Linked DNA regions of Mus musculus: region 2 is linked to region 1. A link is a contact called in public HiChIP or PLAC-seq data. All regions are on one chromosome and are shown on one strand. The core of a region is the stretch at or near the end of the contact, and the rest is flanking DNA. Distances in the headings are between cores, read along the strand shown. Region 1 overlaps Tbc1d4 (TBC1 domain family, member 4). Region 2 holds the start of Commd6 (COMM domain containing 6).

Region 1 (6,257 bases), core at 3,177-5,676:
ATTCATGTTTTACCACAGCTTTGGCTAAGAGTAGTGCCTGGTAAACCTGAGAGCTGTGACCAGATAAATACCTTCTCTGAGGCAAGACTGTTGGCGCGTTCAAAGCTGTCCATACTTCCAAGCCGACCTCTCATCCTGTTAGCTCCCTGTGTGAAGAGTGCAGACAGGATCGTTAGGAATGCAGCTTGCAGTTGTACAGGAAATGTACAGAAGGTAACTCAGAGTTTTCATGCCACTTAAGCATTAAGCTAATCCCCTCGGTTCACTCAAACTGGCCAGCTGTAGTAACCCCGTTACTACAGATGTACCTCTCAACCCACCAGAGCACAGAGCACACAACTCTTCCAAACTGCCATTGTTCCTCACTCAGCTGTTGGGACAACTACAAAGATGCCTCAAGCTTCAGGAGTTACTCTGCTGTCAGCCTCAAAAGTTTCTCATCCACAAGACCGGTGAACGTGTCGGTAAGTCTTACCTCACACAGACAAATGCAAATGTGGACAGGACATTAAGATACCAAGCAAGAGACACACACCTTCCTCACAATTTGTTTTAAACATCACAATTCACATCACAGGAATGTAATAAATATGTAAAAACAGAGTATCACAGTCCTTGAGAGGTTGAGGCAGGAGGATTACAAGTTCCACATTTGAAACCAGCATGAGCTTCAGAGTGAGTTCAAGACCAGCCTGAACAAGTATTTTGTCAAAATCATGAGTACTGGCTAAGCCTGTACAGAAACCAGAGTTCTGTCCTTCATAGCCTCAAAGGGGCCTCCTAAATGTTATTGGTTCTGCTTTATTCATTATCCCATAATGCCAATAAATCAATTCACTATACAAGCTTAGATGTCAGTCAATGTCACGATTAATGACTGGCTCTTGGTAGACATCTCAACACAATCTAAAAAACATGATATAACATAACAGACGGCTATCTATTCGTCTCATGTTACACATGAAAAAAACCTAAGCCAAATAGAGGAAACAGAACACAGAGGTGTGTTGAGAAGCAATCATACACAAGGTCTTAAGAGGTGACGCATTAAAGACACGGAGAGCTTCTAAACGGAGTGACCAGAAATGCAAGTCTGGCATGGACCAGGGCCTCTGCAAAAAAGAAGGGATTCACAGCATCTCACAGTATTTGCTGTTTTTAAATCTACCCTCATATATACTAATAAATAGTGTATATGTATAGATAGATACATACATACATATATATTTACATATGTGTGTATATATACATGTGTATACGTACATGTATATGTGTATGTGTATATATGTGTGTGTGTTTATATATATGTGTGTGTGTATATGTATGTGTGTATATATATATATATATATATATATATATATATACACACACACACACACACACATATATATATGAGTGAGTTCAATTTGGGAGGTTGGAAGGAATTAAATTTTATTTTAATCTTTAATCCAAGTAATACCTGTACAAAATCCCAAAACTCAAATTTTGTTAGCCAGTCTTTTCTTGCAACGTTGTACTACCACCTTCTTCGCTCACACTGGGAACCACACCCCCAAAAGCAAGCCTCGAGATGATTTACGCCAGTTCTCAACCTTCCTAATGCTACGTCTCTGATAAAGTTCCTCACGTTGTGGGGACCCCCCCCCAACCACAAAAGTATTTTGTTGCTACTTCAGAACTATGATTGTACTCCTATTATGAGTCAGAATGTAAATATCTGACATACAGTATAGCTGACATGGGACTCCCCCAAAGGGCTTGTGAGCCCTCACCCCTGCTGAGGACCACTGATCTGTACTGATGCTTCCAGTATGCCACTCATGGTGTCATTCCTTAGTCTTCCTGCTTCAGACAGGATCTGGAAGACGAATTAAGTATTCTTGCTTGTTTTAACACATATTCTCTCTCTTCCTTTCCCTTCCCTCTCACTTTCCTCCTCCCTCAATGTCATTTTATCGCCAGTTCAATCTGTCTTTTCTACTTTTATTATCCTGCCTTTGTAAGGACTGTTTGCGGTCATCTACATAGCTGCCACAATTTCATATGATTGCATCTTGTGTCTTGTCTCTTCCTTTCTTAAGGTGTTAAAAATGACTTCTTATTTGGTAGTCATGAAATTTTCCAACAGATCATCGTATGGTCAAACATCACAAGATCCAACAGTGACAGTCTTCATCTTTGAACTCAGTATTGAGACCTTTGTCCTCCTGCCCCAATCTGGACTGGATCTATAGAGCTTCCTGGTAGCCTTTTCACCATCAACCGAAACATTTCCTTTGAAGCCTCTGGCATTAGAGTCCCATCTTCCTCTTTCTCGGTGTTCTTCCTCATTTTGGTGGCACACATTCACCAGGTACTTTCTGAGAAGGGGGAGGCTGCGATGGCGTTCATCTTGATTGGCATAGCTGCAAATGTCCCTATTCTGTGCTTACACTTCACTAGTAGTTCACGTGGATGTGTGAAAAGCTTCCTTCATCATCCCTTATCCTTGCACGGCATCCTTTGTTCACAGGCTTTGTGGCTCTACGGCTTCTCTGTACCTGGCGCTGTTTCCCCTTTTAAGCAACAGAGACTCCATGACAACAGGCCTTAATGTGAACTTTATCCAGTTGCTCTAATGTGCATTTTTCTGAGTCTATTAGATCTAGAAAGCCATGTTCATGAGCTCTAACATATTTTCTTTAATTATTTATTTGAAAACCTGTGCTGTGTCTTTTGGGAGCTTTGTCCTTTGTCCTTTGGTGGAGCTCCCAGAACATATGCCTTAAAGTTTTACAGTGTTTCGTTTTCCCACTGCGTTGTTTTCTTCTGTTTTCCAGATGACTTGCTTTTCTAGCCTTCTACTGAACTTTTCCTTTGTAGCTACTACTGAAAGTGTTCAGAGCTCTTCCTTACCCTTAGTTAATTGTTTCATACTTATGGCAGCCTATCTTGCTTTACAAAGTAAATTATTCTTATTCATGATCAGTGTGCATGAGTGTGTTTGTGTGTGTGTGTGTGTGTGTGTGTGTGTGTGTGTGTATGTTTGAGATCTCCATAGGCTCCTTAGAGAATAACAACTAAATCAACAATAAAAGTCACAGCCATGGATCAAGAGCCACGTGGTGGTAAGCATTTCACACTGCATGGAAATTCTAATAGGTTATTGTGGTCAAGGCAACTTCCTAGCTGGCAAAGGACAGGCAGCAATGTAAACACAGAAAGCACAATTAAGAGTATGCTCTGTGAGCAGGTGGGGCAGGGAAGGGGAAGGGGAAGGGGAAAGGATTGTGATGGGGTGATGGGGAGGGGGACAGTGAGAGGGGTATAAAGTGAACACGTAAAAACAAATTGTTTTAATTCTAAACAGCAAAATAAAAATTATCTACTCCAAATAAAAAATAAAAAAGTATGCCCTTGAGCCCTTACTCAGTGCTGCCCCCGTGTGGTCTGGCTTTACGGGAAGGTGAAATTACAACAGGGAATTCACCTACATTAGGTATGTGGAGTTAGGTGTCCTGAAATGACCTAGAATCTCTCAGTGCTCTTTAAACCTTTTAATTCTGCATGATAGCAAGCAAGCATCTAGTTAGGAGATATATTTACAGCTAATGAACGTTTGCAATAGTGTGTGGCTGGAAGACATTCAGTAAGGCCGATGACGCCTGCTACTTTTAGCTGTAGCTTATATGACAACCTGTCCCCATGTCACAGACCATTCCCATGAGAAAAAGAATTTACATCATAGTCGGGCAGTGGTGGGCGCACCTTTAATCCCAGCACTTGGGAGGCAGAGGCAGGCGGATTTCTGAGTTCAAGGCCAGCCTGGTCTACAAAGTGAGATCCAGGACAGCCAAGGTTATACAGAGAAACCCTGTCTCAACAAACCAAACAGTGGACATTGCTCTCAAGATCAGAAAGGGATTCAAAATAAGTCACATTTTACACCAGAGTGTATATAGGGAACCCGAGAAACAGCAAAAAGCACCCAGAACACACGGTTCTGTCTTCAATCTCTAAACATACAGCTTTCCCAGTTTTAAAGCAAGACGAATGGGGAACTCCTGTGCCTGTCATTTTCCTTGGGCCCACGTTTCAGTGTTAATGATCTGAGCTTCTAAGAAATTATAACAGGAATCCCATCTTATAAACAAGTACATCTCACTTTGGAAAGCAATGTAGAGCTACACTCAGGCTGAACTGAAGTTCTACTCTGTCACCCAAATTGGGGAAACACAAGCTGTGGAACACAAACCCCGTTAGATCTGTCAGACTTTCACCAGACAGATGGAGTGGCCAGCCTTCTGTTACATGGGAAGACCTTGGTAGGCCACAACATTTATAGCATTTGGCATCACCCCAATACACAAAAGCTACAGTATTCACGGAGACCAAAATAGATTGGCCTTGGCCTTGCTGGGAGCCGTTACAGCAATTCAAGGCATGCAGAAGAGACACTTCAAAGTCAGCCTGGCAAGGACTGTGCAGAGTACCAAGGTCTAAATGGAGGGCAAGGGCAGCCCTTCAGCTTCTTTGTAAACATCAGGTTTCCAGCCTACAGTGAATTGCGAGGTCACACTTCTAGAGTGGTCCTTTCACAATGCTAATTTATAATGTAACTCAGTACTGCAATGCACATTTTACAAATGGTGAAACTACAGTTGAATAGAAATGAAGTTGTCTAAGTTCTTAAAGGCTGCCAGGGCCAGATCTTGCTTTCAGGTCCCTCACCAGCTACTCCATCATTCTGATGAACTTGTTACGAAAAACTGTGTTCCCTTCCTGCAGGTGACATTTTGACAGGTATTGGTAAATCCCCTACCTGAGGTGTCAGAGCTTCAAGTATCACACTTGTCCGGAGCAGCAGCTCTCAAACTTGAGGTTGTGTCGGTGTGGCTTTGGGGGGATTGTTAAAGCCCACACTATTGGACATGACTCCAGATTTTCTGATGAGGCAGTTCTAAGGTTAGGCCAGGATTCTGTATGACAGACAGGGTCCTAGACCAGCAGTTTTCAACTTGTGAGTTGCAGTCCCTTTAAGGTGGCCTATTAAATACTTACAATATGATTCATAACAGTAGAAACAAAACAGTTACATGGTTGGGGAGGTCACCACAACCTAAGGAACTGCACTAAAGGGAATAGCATTAGGAAGGTTGAGAACCACTGTCCTAGATAATGGTATAGCTGCTCAAGTGTGTCCATACCATAAGAATAAATGCTGGCCTGAAGCATGAAGCATCACAATGGTGAGTTAAGTAGAAACTTCACACTGTACATCAGAATCACCTGTAGTACTTCTACACCAGCGGCCCCAGTCCCACTTCCTATATATTTTGATATGATAAGTTCAGGGTTCTATTCCCGAAAAGCCCCACAAAAGATGTTAACAATCCATTGCCTTAACCACTCGGCCACTTCATCTCTGTGATGCTTGCAGACAGGAGCATGGCTGTCCTCTGAGAGGCTCCACCTGGCAGCTGACTGAGATGGATACAGATGCCCACAGCCAAACCGTGGATGGAGCTTGGGGACTCTTATGGAAGAACAGGAAGAATTGTGGGCCACAAAGGAGATAGGAACTCCACAGGAAGACCCACAGAGTCAATTAACCTGTACCCTTGGGACTCTCAGAGTCTGAACCACCAACCAAAGAACGTACACAGGCTGGACCCAGGTCTCGCAGCACATATGTATCAGATGTGCAGCTTGACCTTCTTGTGGGTCCTGAACAACTTGAATGGGGTTATCCTGGAACATATCCTATATGTGGGATATGTTCTAACTGGGCTGCCTTGTCTGACCTCAGTAGAAGAGGAAGCACCAAGCCTTGCAGAGATTGAAGTTCCAAGGTAGGGGATACCCAAGGGTGCCCCCACCTGCTCAGAGGAAAAGGAGAAAAAAGAATAGCAGAAGGCATGTGGGAGGGGGTGGCCAGGAGTAGGGGCAGTGAACAGGATGTAAAGTGAATAAGTAATAAAATAAAATAAAATAAAATAAAATAAAATAAAATAAAATAAAATAAAAAGATGTTAGCATATGATCATAGTCAAGGAGACTGGCAGACAGGCTCAATCCTCTTCACTGGTTTCTCCTATAAGTTCTGCTTAAAAATGAAAGTAAAGGTTTGCCTATGCTCCACTTGATAACCCTCCATCCATGCACATATGGGCAATATTAGCTGGACACGCTGGGATATAAATATACCCACCATAATGAAAACGCCCCACTCACTTCTAAACCCCAGCCTATCTACGACACCTCTTTTAAACTGAGAT
Region 2 (6,985 bases), core at 551-3,050, 160 kb after region 1:
TGACTGTATGGAGGGGATTATGGCACCCTTGCCACTCAGATACATCTGTGTCCTAATCAGAGACTTTCTCCTTGTGAGAAAGCAGACATTAAAGATTTAACAGAATTAAGATCGTGGGCTGCATTTTCCTGGGTGTGATCCCAATGTAATAACAGCTTTTCTAGAAGGAAGGAAAGAGGGTTGGAGTCAGAAGAGAGGCAGGGGTTGGAACTGAGCTGAGGCCACAAACAAGATAGGAGGTGGGCTCTAAGAGCAGGAAGAGACAAACAAGAGACCCTCCCCTGCAGCCAGACCACAACCTTCCTCCACCTTGGCCCTGTAAAACTGGTTTTATACCTCTGACTCCCAGAACTGTGACCGATGGATTCATATTGCTTTAGGGTGGAAAAGTTTCCTAAAATACATACATATAAACTTCATACGTACATACATAGATACGTACAGCCCAGTACAGGTCAGTTTCAAAGCATCTTTAATGGAACATACAAAACGAGAGGTCAAAATAACGTGGGGTTGAATAGTAATAATAAACCAACTCAGGTAACTCTGACTGGAGAGATGGCTCAGTGGTTAAAAGCACTTGCTGCTCTTCCAGGGGACCCAGGTTCAGTTCCCAGCACCTACATGGCAGCTCACAACCATCTATTTCTGCAATTCCAGCGACTCTGAGGCCCCTTCTGGTCTCTAGGGACCCACGTGTTATACAGACAGATAAAATCTTAAAACAAGAACAAAGCAACAAAAAGCCACTAACTTCATATACGGTTACACAAAATAGAGCAGGTTTATCCGTATCACAGAGTGCCCTTGCAGGACTCTTCCAAACCAACAGCAAGAAAAGCTGGAGACTTCTAAGCTCTAAATCCAGCCAGTTAGATGCTGAGGCCAGATGACCACAAGTTCGAGGCCAGTGTGGGTTACAAGTTAAGGCCGACCTCAGAAGTTTAGTGAGAGCCTGCTTCCAAAAAAAAAAAAATCATTTGGAGACAAGGAGCAGTCAGTACACTCTTCTCTCAGCCTCTGTATTCTTACCATGTTTTAACTTCAGCACTTTTCTTATATTTAGGTGAACATAGGTAACTCCTGACTAAAACTCCCAATGTTCTGTCTTGGAAAAGTGTTAGTATAACTTTAGGAAGTCAAAAATCCTATTTATTCTTAATGTAACATAAGAGAGGTTAGACAAGTTAGAGTTCCTCTTCAGAGTAAGGTCTTTAAAGAAATGACTGAGCTTGACGGAGCACACCTTCGATCCCTGCGCCTCAGAGGCAGAGGCCAGTGGATCTGAGAGAGCTCAAGCCAGTCTGGTTTTCCTAGCAAAGTTCCCCGGCTAGCCCGCCTCAAAATAAGCTATCGTTAAAAGAAAAAGGGAGGACGCTATTTTTGCAAATCTTAGCAATGTCTCTTGTAAGCGTCACATTTGAAAACATCGTATTCCTGCCTTGGAGTAAAGGAATAAAGGGTGCCTAATAAAGGTGGACCAGCGCTCGGGCTGCACTCTAGGGGCAGGGCAGTTTAAGTGACAGCCACAGCGGCCATCCCCTCGGGTGCAAGAGGGAAGCGCAGCCCGGGGAAGGATCGGCGAGCAGGGGATGGGACGGCGGGGCGGCCACTCACCTGGCCCGTGACCTGGAACGGAAGCAGAGACACGAGTTAGAGAAACGCAGTCCGGGCGCCAGCGTCCGCCCCAGACCCTTCTCCTTCCAGCCCGTACTCACCTCCGACTTGGCATCCAGCACGGGCTCCCTGAACCCAGACTCCTCCATGACCACAGTGTGATCCACCGGCCAGCACTTCCGCTTCCGGACCTAGGCCCCGCCCACTCACGCTAGGTTGCGGAGAATAGATTTCTATGTAATTCGAGTTTTGTCTCAGTTAAACATCAGTTTTATGAGATACTGGGAAAGGGAAAGTTCTGTGGGGGGGAGAAAGGTCCAGAGACGTGCAGGAAACCTGGTGGAGGACTCGTGACATCCAGGATGTCGGCTCCCCCATCGTAGGGCAAGAAGTGGGCTCATCTCTGCGCAAGCGCAAAGTCACTGTGCCTGCAGTGACACCAATCGGCTTGTGGCCACACCCCTAGTGTGGACTCTGGTGTGACTATAACTACAATTGTCTAGCGAGAACTCTTCCCTGGGACCGAGTTCACCGGCTTAGCCTGACTTAAGGAGGGTGGAGCCTTTTTAAAATCTCTGCTATTACTCCAAATTTCAGCAGCAACTTCTCATCCTGTCTTCTCTTCTGTTGACACCAGATGCATTCTGCAGAGAATATCCACACTGATTTTTATTCTCCTGCCAATATTTTATTTAGGAGAAAAAAAAAAAACCTTGAAAATATTTTCATACAAGTTGCAAATAATAACATGCCACCCACATTTACCAACGGTTACAGCTTTACTGTACAAATGTGCTTAACGATTTTTTCTTAAATAAATGAGCGCTTGTCTCCTAAGAACACTCTAACCAAGAGGAACACTCCTCCATTGTTGGTGGGATTGCAAGCTTGTACAACCACTCTGGAAATCAGTCTGGCGGTTCCTCAGAAAATTGGACATAGTACTACCGGAAGTTCCCGCAATACCTCTCCTGGTCATATATCCAGAAGATGTCCCAACCGGTAAGAAGGACACATGCTCCACTATGTTCATAGCAGCCTTATTTATAATAGCCAGAAGCTGGAAAGAACCCAGATGCCCCTCAACAGAGGAATGGATACAGAAAATGTGGTACATTTACACAATGGAGTACTACTCAGCTATTAAAAAGAATGAATTTATGAAATTCCTAGGCAAATGGATGGACCTGGAGGGCATCATCCTGAGTGAGGTAACCCAATCACAAAAGAACTCAAATGATATGTACTCACTGATAAGTGGATATTAGCCCAGAAACTTAGAATACCCAAGATATAAGATACAATTTATGAAACTCAAGAAGAAAGAAGACCAAAGTGTGGACACTTTGCCCCTTCTTAGAAATGGGAACAAAACACCCATGGAAGGAGTTACAGAGACAAAGTTTGGAGCAGAGACAAAAGGATGGACCATCTAGAGACTGCCATATCCAGGGATCCATCCCATAATCAGCCTCCAAACGCTGACATCATTGCATTCACTAGCAAGATTTTGCTGAAAGGACCCAGATATAGCTGTCTCTTGTGAGACTATGCCGGGGCCTAGCAAACACAGAAGTGGATGCTCACAGTCAGCTATTGGAGGGATCACAGGGTTCCCAATGGAGGAGCTAGAGAAAGTACCCAAGGAGCTAAAGGGGTCTACAACTTTATAGGTTTAACAACAATATGAACTAACCAGTACCCTGGAGCTCATGTCTCTAGCCGCATATGTATCAGAAGATGGCCTAGTCGGCCATCACTGGAAAGAGAGGCCCATTGGACATGCAAACTTTATATGCCTCAGTACAGGGGAATGCCAGGGCCAAAAAGTGGGGGGGAGTGGGGGGGAGGGTATGGGGGACTTTTGGGATAGCATTGGAAATGTAAATGAGGAAAATACCTAATAAAATATATGTATATATATATATATAAAAGAACACTCTAACCATAAGTCTGGAAACTCAACATCAATCCAAGTAAGGCATGTAAATAGCTGGTGCTTCCTCAAAGGCTTGGGACAGAATCTGCTTTTCAATTCATTCAAGTTGTTGTTAGGGCTTAATTTCATGCAGGTTCTTATTTTGCTAGTTTTCAAGGATTCTCGGGTTTTAGAGACGATTCATACCCATGTCTTTGTGTCTTCACTGCCATTGCAAAGCCAAATAGTAAAACACGTCTCCCTCATGTTTGCTAATCTAACTAGACAATTTCTCCTTTCCTTTCTTTTACCTACATTCTCTGTTTTTAAGGCTTCAGATGGTTAAGTAATGCGTACTCAAATGATCTAGAATAATTTCCATAGGCATTAAAGTATATAACTGAAATTACATATTCTGAATAATCCCTATATTACAGTTTTGTTGAATAGAGATGTTATCTTTATAGGCTGAACATCTTTAGAGGTCCACTTACCACAAAATAGCTCACTTCGGATTGCTGAACTGTACTAGTTAAAGTACATACAGCAAACACCAAGAACTATGCCATGCATGCTGTAGTTGAAAATCTAAAACAATCTCTAGCCAGTATTATCGGGCTTACTTAAATGTACTAAATAACTTGCAGAAAAGAATCCCTGTATGAGCCGGGCGTGGTGGCGCACGCCTTTAATCCCAGCACTCGGGAGGCAGAGGCAGGTGGATTTCTGAGTTCGAGGCCAGCCTGGTCTACAGAGTGAGTTCCAGGACAGCCAGGGCTATACAGAGAAACACTGTCTCGGAAAAACAAAAACAAAAACAAACAAACAAACAAACACGGACAGACGGAGCTCCATCCCTGGAGGCACATGGCAGAAAAAAAAAAAAAAAAAAAGAATCCCTGTATGAGAGAAAGCCCTCACCCAAAGAAACAGGATAAAAAGATGGAACAGTATTATACATCCAGTTGATCAATACATTACTTCTAGTTATTGGAATATTTTCCTTTTTTAAAAAACGCAGGCTCTCACTATGTAACCCTGGCTGGCCTGCGACTCACTATGAAGACCGAGCTGGTTTCTAACTTACAGAGATTTACCTTCCTTTGCCTCTTGAGTGCTGGAATTAAAGATGTATACCACCATACCACAAACTGCCCCCTTCCCAGCTCCTTGCTGCTGGGAATAGAGAAGACACACATAAACATATAACCCTGAGAGGTCAAAGCTTTTAAATTTAGACTCCATTGTAGAAAACCTGACCTAAGTTTGAATTCAGACAAATTAACAGGCTGGTACCTAACATTAGTTTCCAAGTCAATCCCCAACAAAACCTGAGCCTAGCTCCAATCTCTAGGCTAACCCCCAACACCAGAGTCTCCAAGTATTGCCCCAACAGATTTGCACTCCCAGGTTACAAGCCTACCCCCTGCCTAACGACCACCAATGCAGAGAGAAGCAGCAATTAAGTTTATGATATGACTCCCAGTACCAGCCAATTATGTTAAAGGCCGGGGTAGCTCTCCAATTAGATGCATAAACACCCACGCTCCTGCTTGTAGCTTCCAATAAAGCCTTGCCCTGGTAGATTTTAGGAGCACCCCACCACCAAAACCATCATGTGTGATAGCAGTGCCCTGGGGCTAGGGGGACCTGAGCTAGCTGGAATAAAAAGGCCCTACTGTGGTTGCATTGGATCAGCTCCTGTCTGCTTTGGGACATTTCAACCTTTCCCTGGCACTACACCCCTCACCTGATCTTTACAAAAAATTTCCCAAAGCAGAAAGAACAAATATGTTAAAGTTAACTTCTGTTTACTCTATTTTATGCGAATTTTATTTTATCTTAATTTTTTGAGGCAGGGTCTCACTTTGTAGCCCTTGCTATCCTAGAACTCACTATTTAGACCAGGCTGCCTTATACATCATCACACATGGCCTATGAATTTTTGACAGTTATTATTCAATATGAGCACCCCTTTCTGAAAGTGAAATTCTTGAAAAGAGGCTGTGTCTGCAGAGACAGGTTGGCTGACAAGAATTTCAGTACTGTGGAGAGATTGGAGTGGTGTAGTCCAAAGGCTAATTTACCTTATCTTGATCTAGCTCTAGCCCCCCAAAACAGCCGTTCTCCACCCACTTCTGTGTCAGAATGAACAACTAGTGGCTTGATAAATGGAATCCTTTTAGAATCTATTAACTTAGCACACTGCTAGCTTCCACCAATCCAAAAGCTAAGAATGTCATCAGATAGTATCTTGAGACTATAGAAAAGCTTCTCCCATCTCAATGTCATTGTTGTTGTTGCTGCAGTTGTTGTTGTGTAACTATACAAACTTCATGAAACTTCTTTTACATTGGAACATGGAATTTGGGTTAAGCAAAATCTGTGTTCCAGGGCATGGTCACTCAAAATGGCTACAGAGTTAAAATATCTTTTATTTCCTTTAAGATTAGAGCTGTGTGTGTGTGTGTGTGTGTGTGTACAAGGAGGGAGAGAGAGAGAGAGAGAGAGAGAGAGAGAGAAGAGAAGAGAAGAGAAGAGAAGAGAAGAGAAGAGAAGAGAAGAGAAGAGAAGAGAAGAGAAGAGAAGAGAAGAGATATGTTGGTCCAGACCAGGCCCTCTCCCTTTCCTCCCTCTCTTCCTTCCTTCCTTCCTTCCTTCCTTCCTTCCTTCCTTCCTTCCTTCCTTCCTTCCTTCCTCCCTCCCTCCCTCCCTCCCTCCCTCCCTCCCCCCCCTCCCTCCCTCTCTCTCTCTCTCTCTCTCTCTCTCTCTCTCTCTCTCTCTCTGAAATCAGGCCACATGTTCCTACAGCCTCTCCTCTGGCACAGAGACCTGATTTAAAAATTATCCCATTTGGCCTTGAAGTTCTCTCCTTCCTTGTGCAGCTGTGTGCAAGTTCAGGACAACCTTGAATTGCAAGTTTTCTTTATCTTCCTGCCTTGTGACTCCTGGTACAAAGGCTAGGCCAGGCCTGGTCACATGGTCTGCACCTTATACTCCCTCTGAGCTCTCCCCTCTACAACCTGCTCCTGCAAACCTGTAAGACTCAGAAATATTCCCTTTGTCTAGTGGAAATGAAGGCTCTTCCTCCAAGATCCCATCATGTCTATAGCACGATGATATATCTATGTCATTGCTCTCCCAGTGCAGGACCTCATCGTGACTGACTATGATGAACCTATGACTCTCCTAATATAATTCTTCTGAAGGTCTTCTTTCTAGAAATCCATTTTCTTTTATAAGTTATAATAAACACATGGCAGACTGCTATTTTCAGAACCGACATCTTATAAGATAATAGAATTTACACTCAAGACTTCCACTTATAAAACACAGATTTGGGGGTCTGTGACATGACTCAGTTGGTACAAGAGCTTCCTCCTGAGCCTCTCAACTTGAGTTTGTTCATTGGGACTCATGTAGTGGAAGAAGAGAACTGACTGACTGTCA

Evidence for each region. HiChIP or PLAC-seq counts read pairs in DNA pulled down with a chosen protein or histone mark.
Region 2: a contact with region 1 is called in an H3K4me3 HiChIP or PLAC-seq map of bone marrow-derived macrophages, with 3 times the contacts expected there. The contact joins the promoter of Commd6 here to the enhancer-like site in region 1. A contact is called at or near these places in 6 of 39 promoter capture datasets (the C10 cell line, the HPC-7 cell line, HPC-7-derived erythroid cells and 3 more), 5 of 484 Hi-C or Micro-C datasets (CD4 T cells, Th1 cells, cortical neurons and 2 more) and 6 of 115 datasets of contacts at active chromatin or transcription factors (the 230-238 cell line, acute myeloid leukemia, bone marrow-derived macrophages and 3 more).

The regions. Positions count from the first base shown.
Region 1 is chr14:101,479,060-101,485,316 of GRCm38.p6, forward strand. It overlaps Tbc1d4 (TBC1 domain family, member 4), which reads right to left. Exons shown (of 19, transcript NM_001081278.2): 9 at 72-146. Among named protein-coding and RNA genes, the nearest start is that of Tbc1d4, 130 kb to the right of the region's middle. Within about 2 kb of position 4,427, at least 26 of the 459 cell types and tissues checked have an H3K27ac peak or open chromatin away from gene starts, as enhancers often do.
Region 2 is chr14:101,638,671-101,645,655 of GRCm38.p6, forward strand. It overlaps Commd6 (COMM domain containing 6), which reads right to left and starts at 1,801. Exons shown (of 4, transcript NM_001033132.3): 1 at 1,719-1,801; 2 at 1,618-1,629. The coding sequence starts at 1,766.